Linked DNA regions of Mus musculus: all the other regions are linked to region 3. The links are chromatin contacts, called in public promoter capture Hi-C maps. All regions are on one chromosome and are shown on one strand. Each heading gives the region's core, a stretch centred on a gene start, on an enhancer-like site or on the middle of the called end of the contact. The rest is flanking DNA. Distances are from core to core; before and after follow the strand shown. Region 1 overlaps Anks1b (ankyrin repeat and sterile alpha motif domain containing 1B). Region 2 overlaps Anks1b (ankyrin repeat and sterile alpha motif domain containing 1B). Region 3 holds the start of Anks1b (ankyrin repeat and sterile alpha motif domain containing 1B).

The links. Promoter capture Hi-C pulls out the DNA fragments that hold promoters and counts their contacts.
Region 1: a contact with region 3 is called in a promoter capture Hi-C map of hippocampal neurons, with 2.1 times the contacts expected there. The contact joins the enhancer-like site here to the promoter of Anks1b in region 3. A contact is called at or near these places in 5 of 39 promoter capture datasets (the 3T3-L1 cell line, embryonic stem cells, frontonasal cranial neural crest and 2 more) and 1 of 115 datasets of contacts at active chromatin or transcription factors (forebrain).
Region 2: a contact with region 3 is called in a promoter capture Hi-C map of second pharyngeal arch cranial neural crest, with 3 times the contacts expected there. The contact joins the enhancer-like site here to the promoter of Anks1b in region 3. A contact is called at or near these places in 8 of 39 promoter capture datasets (3T3-L1-derived adipocytes, embryonic stem cells, hippocampal neurons and 4 more), 2 of 484 Hi-C or Micro-C datasets (cerebellum and cerebral cortex) and 2 of 115 datasets of contacts at active chromatin or transcription factors (embryonic forebrain and embryonic hindbrain).

Annotation. Positions count from the first base shown.
Region 1 is chr10:90,722,903-90,725,901 of GRCm38.p6, forward strand. The region is part of intron 17 of Anks1b (ankyrin repeat and sterile alpha motif domain containing 1B); the gene reads left to right. Among named protein-coding and RNA genes, the nearest start is that of Apaf1, 360 kb to the right of the region's middle. Within about 2 kb of position 1,374, at least 29 of the 459 cell types and tissues checked have an H3K27ac peak or open chromatin away from gene starts, as enhancers often do. A contact at or near this core is called in forebrain and hippocampal neurons, where this site is marked.
Region 2 is chr10:90,682,666-90,685,480 of GRCm38.p6, forward strand. All of the region lies in intron 17 of Anks1b (ankyrin repeat and sterile alpha motif domain containing 1B), which reads left to right. Among named protein-coding and RNA genes, the nearest start is that of Apaf1, 400 kb to the right of the region's middle. Within about 2 kb of position 1,441, at least 2 of the 459 cell types and tissues checked have an H3K27ac peak or open chromatin away from gene starts, as enhancers often do. A contact at or near this core is called in second pharyngeal arch cranial neural crest, where this site is marked.
Region 3 is chr10:89,872,052-89,875,008 of GRCm38.p6, forward strand. It overlaps Anks1b (ankyrin repeat and sterile alpha motif domain containing 1B), which reads left to right and starts at 1,458. Exons shown (of 27, transcript NM_001359241.1): 1 at 1,458-1,754. The coding sequence starts at 1,621.

The DNA of each region.
Region 1 (2,999 bases), core at 124-2,623, 850 kb after region 3:
GGGGTGGATCCTTCCCAGCAGGAACCATGGGCCCATTGCTAGTACCAGACACTCAGTGTCACTGACGAGAATCAATGTGTTAAGTTCTCAGAGTGCCGGTTCTACGCCGTACATTCTAGCCACGTTGTTAATCTCCAGCTGGCATAGTCTTAAAGTGAGAAAGGCTTTGGCCCAAGCTCCGTGCTTTTGAATGTTTATCTATTCTACCTCCTCAGCCCCAAGGACTCTGCGTGAGAGTGTCACTAAGCTGGAGTCTGCCCTACAGAGCCACATGAAACTCTCACTGAGATGATCATAAGCCTCAACCAGCAGCTCTGTTGGGAGGCCGGGGGTGGGGGGAAGATACTAATTTCTCTCGGCTTCTCCAGTCACTGGAAGACTTTCAGCACTGTGTTTTATTCCAGCTCTTTGTTCCCATGAACAAGTACCATGCCAAACCCTTCAGCTGTGCGGAGTGGGCTCACTACTCAAAATGTCATCAGCAGATTCAGTTATCAGCATATGCTTTTAACTCCTCTCTGGTGTGTGTGTGTGTGTGTGTGTGTGTGTGTGTGTGTGTGTGTAGTGTGTACACATGTGCATGTCACTCATGGAAGACTTTTATGGGCCTCATTTCTTAGAACAGGGGTGCAAATGTGTATGCCCAAATCACATCGGAATGCAGAACTGCTTGCGATTTATTACCACATTTAAAGTACACACAAGATAAAGCCAAAATAATCCAAAGAGATGAGATACTCGGGGAAGGGACAGCGGATAAAATAGGGAGCCTTCATGCTAAGTTCTGATATAAATAATGCTCAGCAACGTGGCTATCAGAGCTGGTCCCCTCGTGGAGGCATCTGCCTCTTCATCCCATGTGACTAAGCCTTTTTATAGGTCTCAGGTTCCCATGGCTGTCCAGACATGTTTTGTACAGTGAGGATTAGAAACATGCCAGGGTCATAGCAGGGTAAGGTGGGAACAGATGAAAAGGAGGGGATGGTTCAGTGCGATTCCGACGACCACCGCGCTGTCACCCATGGCCACAGCAATGAAAGCGAGCCACCTTTCTGTCCATGCTACAGTTCCAGCACCAGCCCACAGAACAGAGGAGAGGGCGGCCATGCTGGCTCCTGCGTTTGTTCCTCGTGTAATGAGCAGCCGGCTCCTGGTGGGCAACTCTGGCAATCTCTCTCTATTAGGAGGCATCTGCCGCTCTGCTGTAGGGTCTCCTCTTCTTGTCATAGCAAGGAACTTTTTTCCCCCCTCATGAAAAAGAACATTTTACTCTGTGGGAAATCTGTTCCTTCTGCCTCTGCTTCTGCCCCCACCGGATGTTCTTATCGGCTCCTCGCAAGGGCACAGGCAATTATAGAGCGCTGCATCTTCACCCACACGATTCCAGGCAAATATTATAAAAAGCGTACAGATGGCTCTGGAGAAAAGTCTTCCTGCCGCTTCCAGCTCTTCCGCCTTAAGGAAGAGATAGCAGTTTCTTTTCAGTTAATACCCTCACTGTTCATTCAGTTAATCAGGGAACCAACAAACGTCTATTCAGTGTCTTGATGCTGGCACACCTGGGACCACAGGTGCGGCCTCAGCACCCACACGCTGGTCCTTCACCAAGAGAGGTTTCTCGTGGGCCACTGTGCCCCGGCCCAGAGCCCACATGACCCCTCTATAGCCTTGTCGCTTGCCTCTGGCTACCTTATCTTTTCCCCCCCTTTTCTCATTTTTTTTTTCCAAAAACATCAGCATCGTTTTGCTGCCTTGGGTTGAGCCTGCATCTTTTAACTGTGACCTACTCATTCAACCATGATTTACTTACAAAGGCCCCCATCACCAAAAAATAGAAATAAACATGACAATTAACTCCTATTGGTTTTTTGTATATATTTTGTGTCCTGTACATGTATACGTACATATATGAAATCTCATTTAATCTTTGCAACAATCTCATGAGGAAGAGGTTGCTATGATCCCATTTTAAAACTAAGTAAAAGAACTAGGCTCAAAATCACTTTTACCTAAAAGTCACCCAGTTACTTATAGCTGAAACTGTCATTTAGCCCTTCTCCCATAGCACTCAGCTGAGCAGTTACTATCTCCTAGTATTTCTGTAGCTAGCACCTCTGAGAACCAGCTTCCCTTTGTCTCATGGGCAGTAATGGCTGCCCAGCATTGAGGAGTCATGTCCACATTTAGGTTAAGGAAAGAAGAGGGATGATGTCATCCTGCTTGTGTCCCTCTCAGTGGGAATTCAGAACATTCCCAGAATCCTCTGCCAGCTTTCCTGTTACCTTTTATTAGCCAAATCATATTGTGTGGCCTCCACCAGCAGCAAGAGAAACTGGAAGGGTAAAAAGGCAATTAAAAAAAAAAAAAAAAAAAAAAACCTCTATAATGAAGGCAACAAGCTCAACGGAATCCTAGAATGCTTGTCATGCCAGTCAGATGTCAGTGTGTGTGCCACAGGTCATAACTGTTTAGACAGGATGGGAAACCACGCAAGGGCTCTAACCATTACGCTTTCCTGTGCTGCAGTGATACTGGACATTCCTTGATGAGTAAGAGGGACATGGATCTGTATCCGTAGACAGACACACACAAACCATCCACAAAACACAGGATTTCAAAATCCCCTAAATGCTAAAAGATAGAATAACAGATCTTCAAAATGTTTAAAATGGTTAGCAATTGCTTGATATTATTTTTATGGGCTGCAAGAACCCCTGCAGCCAATGTATGGAATTAGTCTTCAGTTGGTTTAAAGATTAGAAGACTTAGCAATACAATTATTATATTACTTATACCGTTATATTCCCTGTTAAAATATCAATGGTTTTTATTTTTTAGAGAAGTAGACAAATATTCTTATAAAATTCACAAATTATCAAGATGATTTTTAGGAAATAAAAAACTTGAAGCATTGTACTTACTATCTGGTCTTCAGATAGGTTGCAGAGTAATGGTGATTCAATCTGTACGTTGCTAAACTGGCCAGCGGTGCAACCCTG
Region 2 (2,815 bases), core at 191-2,690, 810 kb after region 3:
TCTAACCTGTGCGTCTACCATCAACCCAATTTTTTTTTCCTTAAAGTAAACTCATTGGATTTAAGTTTCTGTGACATCTGTATGGGAAGTTCACATTCTAAATGGGAAGGCTTTGCAAGACTTAGCTCAATAGACGTGCTACTGTGGGGGGAAAAACTCTGTCTTTAGACAGAATTAGAAAACAGAACTTTATAGCACCAAGAACTGAGAGGGGCTGGGTGGTTAGAATTTGCTTGCTTGCTTTTGTTTGTTGGTTGGTTAGTTAATGTGAGAAGGTCTTTCAAAGCTTTTGAGTAATCTCAAATTCAAGACTGTTTGATGTCATCAGAAGGGAGAAGACAAAGTTATGACCTTCGTTTATCTGAACTAATGAAGACAGGTATCGAGTGGTCCCTTATGTGATGTAGGGCCAACTCATAATTGTATTGAGCACACATAATTTGTTGTTTCCTGGCTGATAAAGGGGACGTTCGGTGATCCGGATTTAAAGTAAAGGCTTCTAGGGAACTCATAGCATGGATCAATGTAGAGTGGCTGATTGCTGTCCTTGATCACTACAGTAACTGGCTGGTTCCCATCACAGATCATTATAGCTAGCTGATGATCCCCATCCCGGGTCACTGTGGGGCGGATGGTTCACAGCCGGGATCACGGCATGGGTAGCTGATTTTAAGGGAGCCAGACTTCTCCTTGTAAAGTGAGAGCAGAAATGCAAATCCAAGCTGTCAGAGGGGCAGAGGTAAGCTGTGGAGAGGGGAGAAGAAAGAACAAGCAGGATAGCTGTTGGTAGGACTGTAAATAATGTCAGGTATCGTCAGGCACTAGAGGGGACACACCCAGAGCACATGGTAATATGCTCTCGGTTGTTCACATAAGTATAAGTTTGTGCAACCTATTTTTTGGAGGAAATGAAACAGTCCAAGTTTTTGATTTGAACATTACAAATGCTTATTTGAAATTATAATCTTTGGAAAGTCCCTAAAGACTTTTCCATGATAGTCTCTATTGGTTTTGAAAATAGAGATTATTTGAGTAAACAAATATTCGATTTGGTCACAGAGCTACCCAAAATGTTGGGCAGAGACAAAAGAATGGACATCTTACCATTAGCAGGGAGAAAGTTTTAAAGCAGGAAGCACTGTTGGTTTTGTGGGCCCAGTCCTGTCTCAAATTGGAACCTGAAATAGAGGCCAACCATTGCCCCTTTTAGCTCTCAATCTGAGTTTCATGTTCAGATCCTGACATTGGCTGATTTATTCCCATCTGGGCCACTATTGGTGATGACATCACAATCCGACCTTTCTATCTGCATTTTAGTGTTAAAGTGTGAACATGTTAGGAGTGACTGCAGGGGAAATTGTCCCCTCTGCAGACGCTAGCTCTGTGAACATCTGCTTTGAGTTATTGTCCCTCCGAAGGCTTGTTAAGGGAATTAATGACTAGTTAGCCATTCAAAGTTCCATTACTTTTTTTCTCCTCTCAGAGGTTACTCAGGCCTGACATATGGTATTAGCCACTTTGACTAATGTTTCTACTGTTAGCCACAACCTCAACAGCTCACACATTGTTTAAAAAAAAAAAATGTTATTTTTTTTTATCCCTGTGTGTCTACTAAAGAGACTTGGGTACACCCAAATACCTTAGAACACTGTTCAATCCATTAACTTGTGAATCTCATTGTAGAACCTGTGATTAATTTCTTCCCATTGACTTTTCTATTATTTACGAAGGAAATCATTCTAACCCAGGATTAGTGTATCCTGCAATACTAATAATGACAAATGTTCCTATGGAATAGGCAAAAAATAAAAATAAAAATAAAATGAATCAGGTTTCGGTACATTCTTAAATCCTTGCTCATAATAATACAGAATTGCTTAAAGAAAAACAAACAAACAAACAAATACACAAAAAAAACCTCTAATGCCGTGTTTGGTTTTTAATACCTCTGGGTAGAAGTTAATAAAGTAGCGAAGGCAGCAATACCCCCATGTATCCTGTGAAAGCTGTTTCTCATCTCCCACGGATAGCATTTGGGATTATGTTTGCAGCAGCAAATTGATTCGTTTGTCATTTGCTTCTCTCCCAGCTCCTTCTGGAACTGTGTGCTTGCATTGATGAAGGACTGGTGTACTGCTCCTCTAGGTTTCCTCAATGTTAATGATTTAATTTCTACCTTTCTGGGGGGCATTCCATGATAGCCTAACACCATAAGGACGTGGTGGGACAGCCCAGAAGGGGATAGCAACTCCACAGCAAGACCAACAGTCATCTAACCTGGACCCTTGGGGCTCCCAGAGTCTGAACCACCAACCAGAGAACAAGCACAGGCTAGACCCAGACCTCCTTGTACATATGTAGCAGATATCATGAGGGATCTGAACAGCGGGAGCCAGGGCTATCCCAAAAGCTGTTTCCCATATGTAGGATATGTTCTACTAGCTGGGCTGCCTTGTCTGGCCTCAGTGGGAAAGGAAAAGCCTAGCCTTGCAGATTGCAGAGACTTGAAGTGCCAGGGTGGGGGGATACGCAGCGGGTTGCAGCTCAGAGGAGAAGGGGAGGGGAGATGGAGGAAGGGCTATGGGAGGAGGTGACTGGGAAGGGGGCAGTGAGTGGAATGTAGAACAAATAAGTAAAAAAAAATTAATTTATTTTAAAAAAGCAAAACAAAAGAATGTTTTAGAAAGGAAACTTTCTAATTTCTCACCCATTCTTTGATAATATTTGCTCCATTGTTTTAAATGCTGTAGGTATCAAGTTCCTTGTTCAAAAAATATCTTTAAAATGTGACGATAGTGACCCCTGTGCATGACAG
Region 3 (2,957 bases), core at 208-2,707:
CGACTGTGTGGCATCTTGTCCCTTTCTGGACCTCTCCTTTAGTTCTAAAGTAATATACAGTAATAATATCCAGTTCGTTGGGTTGTTGTAAGCAAAATGACAATCACATCTTTTCCTATCAACTGACCACAAGCTGTCACAGGAAGTTTCAAAAGAAAATAAGCATGCGTTCTCTGCCACGAGCAAGGAAAACATCCAACAAAATCAAGGCAGTCATACACAATGAACTGCTGATGATATATGCAAATCAAAGCAGCTCTCTCATCCATGCCCATTTATATTTTTCCTAGGGTGGATGTGGAAGAATTTCCAATGAGAACCCTTTTTCTGGTATTTGCACAAGTCAGCAGCTCTCCAAAGCCCGAGTAAAATTCAGGCTGATTAAAGACCCTAAAAAACCTGCAAAAGTCACAAGGCATTCAGTGGTTCAGAAACTAGGATAAACCAAACCTCTTCAGCTTCTTCCAAGGACGGACATCTCAGACTCTCACCAGAGAGGTAAAGCAAGAGGATGAAATATCCTTCAAGTCCCCCGGACTGGGACAGAAACTGCAGCAAAAGCGCCTCTTCTCAGCACCTCGTTCTCCATCACCTCCTAGTGGAAGATTTTCCCCAAGTCTGGTTACTGACTCTGGGCTTCAGGCAGAGAAGGCGCCTCAGCAGCTAGCGGGGTGATCTCCAGTACTCACACAGTTAAACCTCTTCAGAGACGGGAGAAGGGAGCAGAAGCGGGGTGGGGGGTGGGGGGAGAAGAGAGAGGAGGGAGAGGGAGCAAAGAGCGGGGAAGGAGGGAGGAGAGCGGAGGGAGCACGGAGGAGGGAGCAAGGAGGACCCCGCCCACTGGCACAGAACTGCACCCCCCCCCCAACCCCCCGCCCGCCCCACGGTCGGCCCCGGGCCGCACCTGCCGCGCGCACACGCCCCCCGCGCGCCGAGCCTCCGAGCCGCCGCCGCCGCCGCCGCCCTCCGCACGCACCCGCCGCGGCTCGTCCGCACAGCCCAGCCTCGGCGCGGGCCGCAGCCACCCCAGCCGCGGGCCGCGGCCGTCGTCCCCGTGTAAGCCCCGAGCCCGCCGGGCGCGGAACCCAGGTGGATCCAGGCTGGGCGTTTGTACGCACGGGCCTCCGCTGCCGTGGTTCGATACCCTCTAGCTCTGGGGAGGACGCGCTCGACTCGCTCCCTCCTCATCAGCCTCAGAGCGCTCCTTGAGCTCCTCAGTGCCGGAGCATCCTCCCCGCTGCTCAGCATCCTCCTGTCAGCGCCGGAGCATCCTGCTCAGGGCTCGGCGTTCTCTGAGCTCAGCATCCTCCTTCCGTTCCTCGGCAGCGCCCGGGCCCGGTCCCCACCCGCTCGCACCCCACCCGCGGGAAGGAGGCCTCGGGAATGCAGGGGAGTGGCTGTGGGGGCGCGTCGCCGCTTGGCCAGCCCCTCTGCCCAAACACAGGCTGCTCCCCATTGTAGAAGCTGCGCGGAGAGAAGGAGGACGGCGTGCTGCTCCCTGCGCGGGGCTGCAGGGAATAAGCCCGGGCATCCTTATAGGGTGGGGCGGGGAGGGCCCTGGCTTTTGGGGAGTGGACCTGGAGCAGGGAAAGGACTCTGTAGCGGACTCGGTGAGAGACTATGGGGAAGGACCAGGAGCTGCTGGAAGCTGCTCGTACTGGCAATGTGGCTCTGGTGGAGAAACTCCTATCTGGCAGGAAAGGAGGGATCCTGGGTGGTGGATCCGGACCTCTGCCCCTGTCTAATCTGCTAAGGTAAGAACTGGCACTCACTGCGGGCTCGGGGTGGTGGTGGTGGTATGCACACCCCTCGTTAGCATTGTGATGGGTACGTTCTCTCCTCAGGGTATATTGCACCTGGAGGTGTCAGCGATTCATTCTTAAATTAGACAGGAAAACAGACCGTGTGTGTGAAGAGGAGGCAAGAGCCTCCCAGTTAGACCGATGCTTTAGACTCTTGGAGTAATTTTAAAATAGCTTTTCCATCAATGCGTCAATCAGCTACTTTTCTCTAAACCGTGGTGCAGAACTTGTACATGTACTGGTGTTGCTAGAAGGAAATCGGCATGCCTGGTACTGTTTGTGTTTGCAGCTGTGAAAGCCCACCCCCTACTATTTGGCTATTTAAATGAGAAGCTTGTTGGATGCTTGCAGTTATCCTGCGAAAGCCACCGACTCCCTGGATTGCTGCTTCCTTCTTGGGCAGAAAGCATCAGCAGTGGGTAACGATCCCACAAAAACAAAGCCAGGGAACCTTCTGAGATGTCAATCAGGAGTGTGTAAAACTTGATGAGGCAGGTTGGGCAGCTTTAGTTTACTTTCAGTTTCCCAGACACAGCTGAGGGAAACATCCGGCTTGGGAAAGCGTGTGTGGAATAAATACAGCAGAGGCCTTTTAATGTTAACATGTTGCAGGTGAGACGAATATTAGTTCTCAAAGGTTCTTTCTAAGGTGACATTAAAAAAAGTCAAAGTCTTTATTCACCATACTAGAGAGAGCTAGAGAGAGCAGGGTTTGTCTGCATGTTTGAGAAACTATTAAAAGTTGAATTGAACAAATGAAATCTCTTAGGAGGCAGGAAGCCTGAAGAGCACTCAATGAAATTCAAGGAAAGCTCTTTAGTTCTCAAGTCGTGATTGTTCAGTGTGTCTTGTGTATTTTTGGAGGCATCTATCATCATACATAACTCTATCTTAAAACATCTCTTAATGGCAACTTAATGATACTTGTAAAAAAAATTAAAAGCTGGAGTGGTTTTCTTGCTTAAAAATATTTTGTATTACTTTTTATAAAAAATAAAAATAATTACACTTACTTGGTGTGTGTGTGTGTGTGCGTGTGTGTGCACGCTGTGCATGCCATCTACCCCATTCAGAAAGCAGAGGGCAACTTGTGAGAGCCTGTTTTCTCCCTCTATCATGCAGATTCAGGAAGTGGTACTCAAGTTCTCAGGTTTG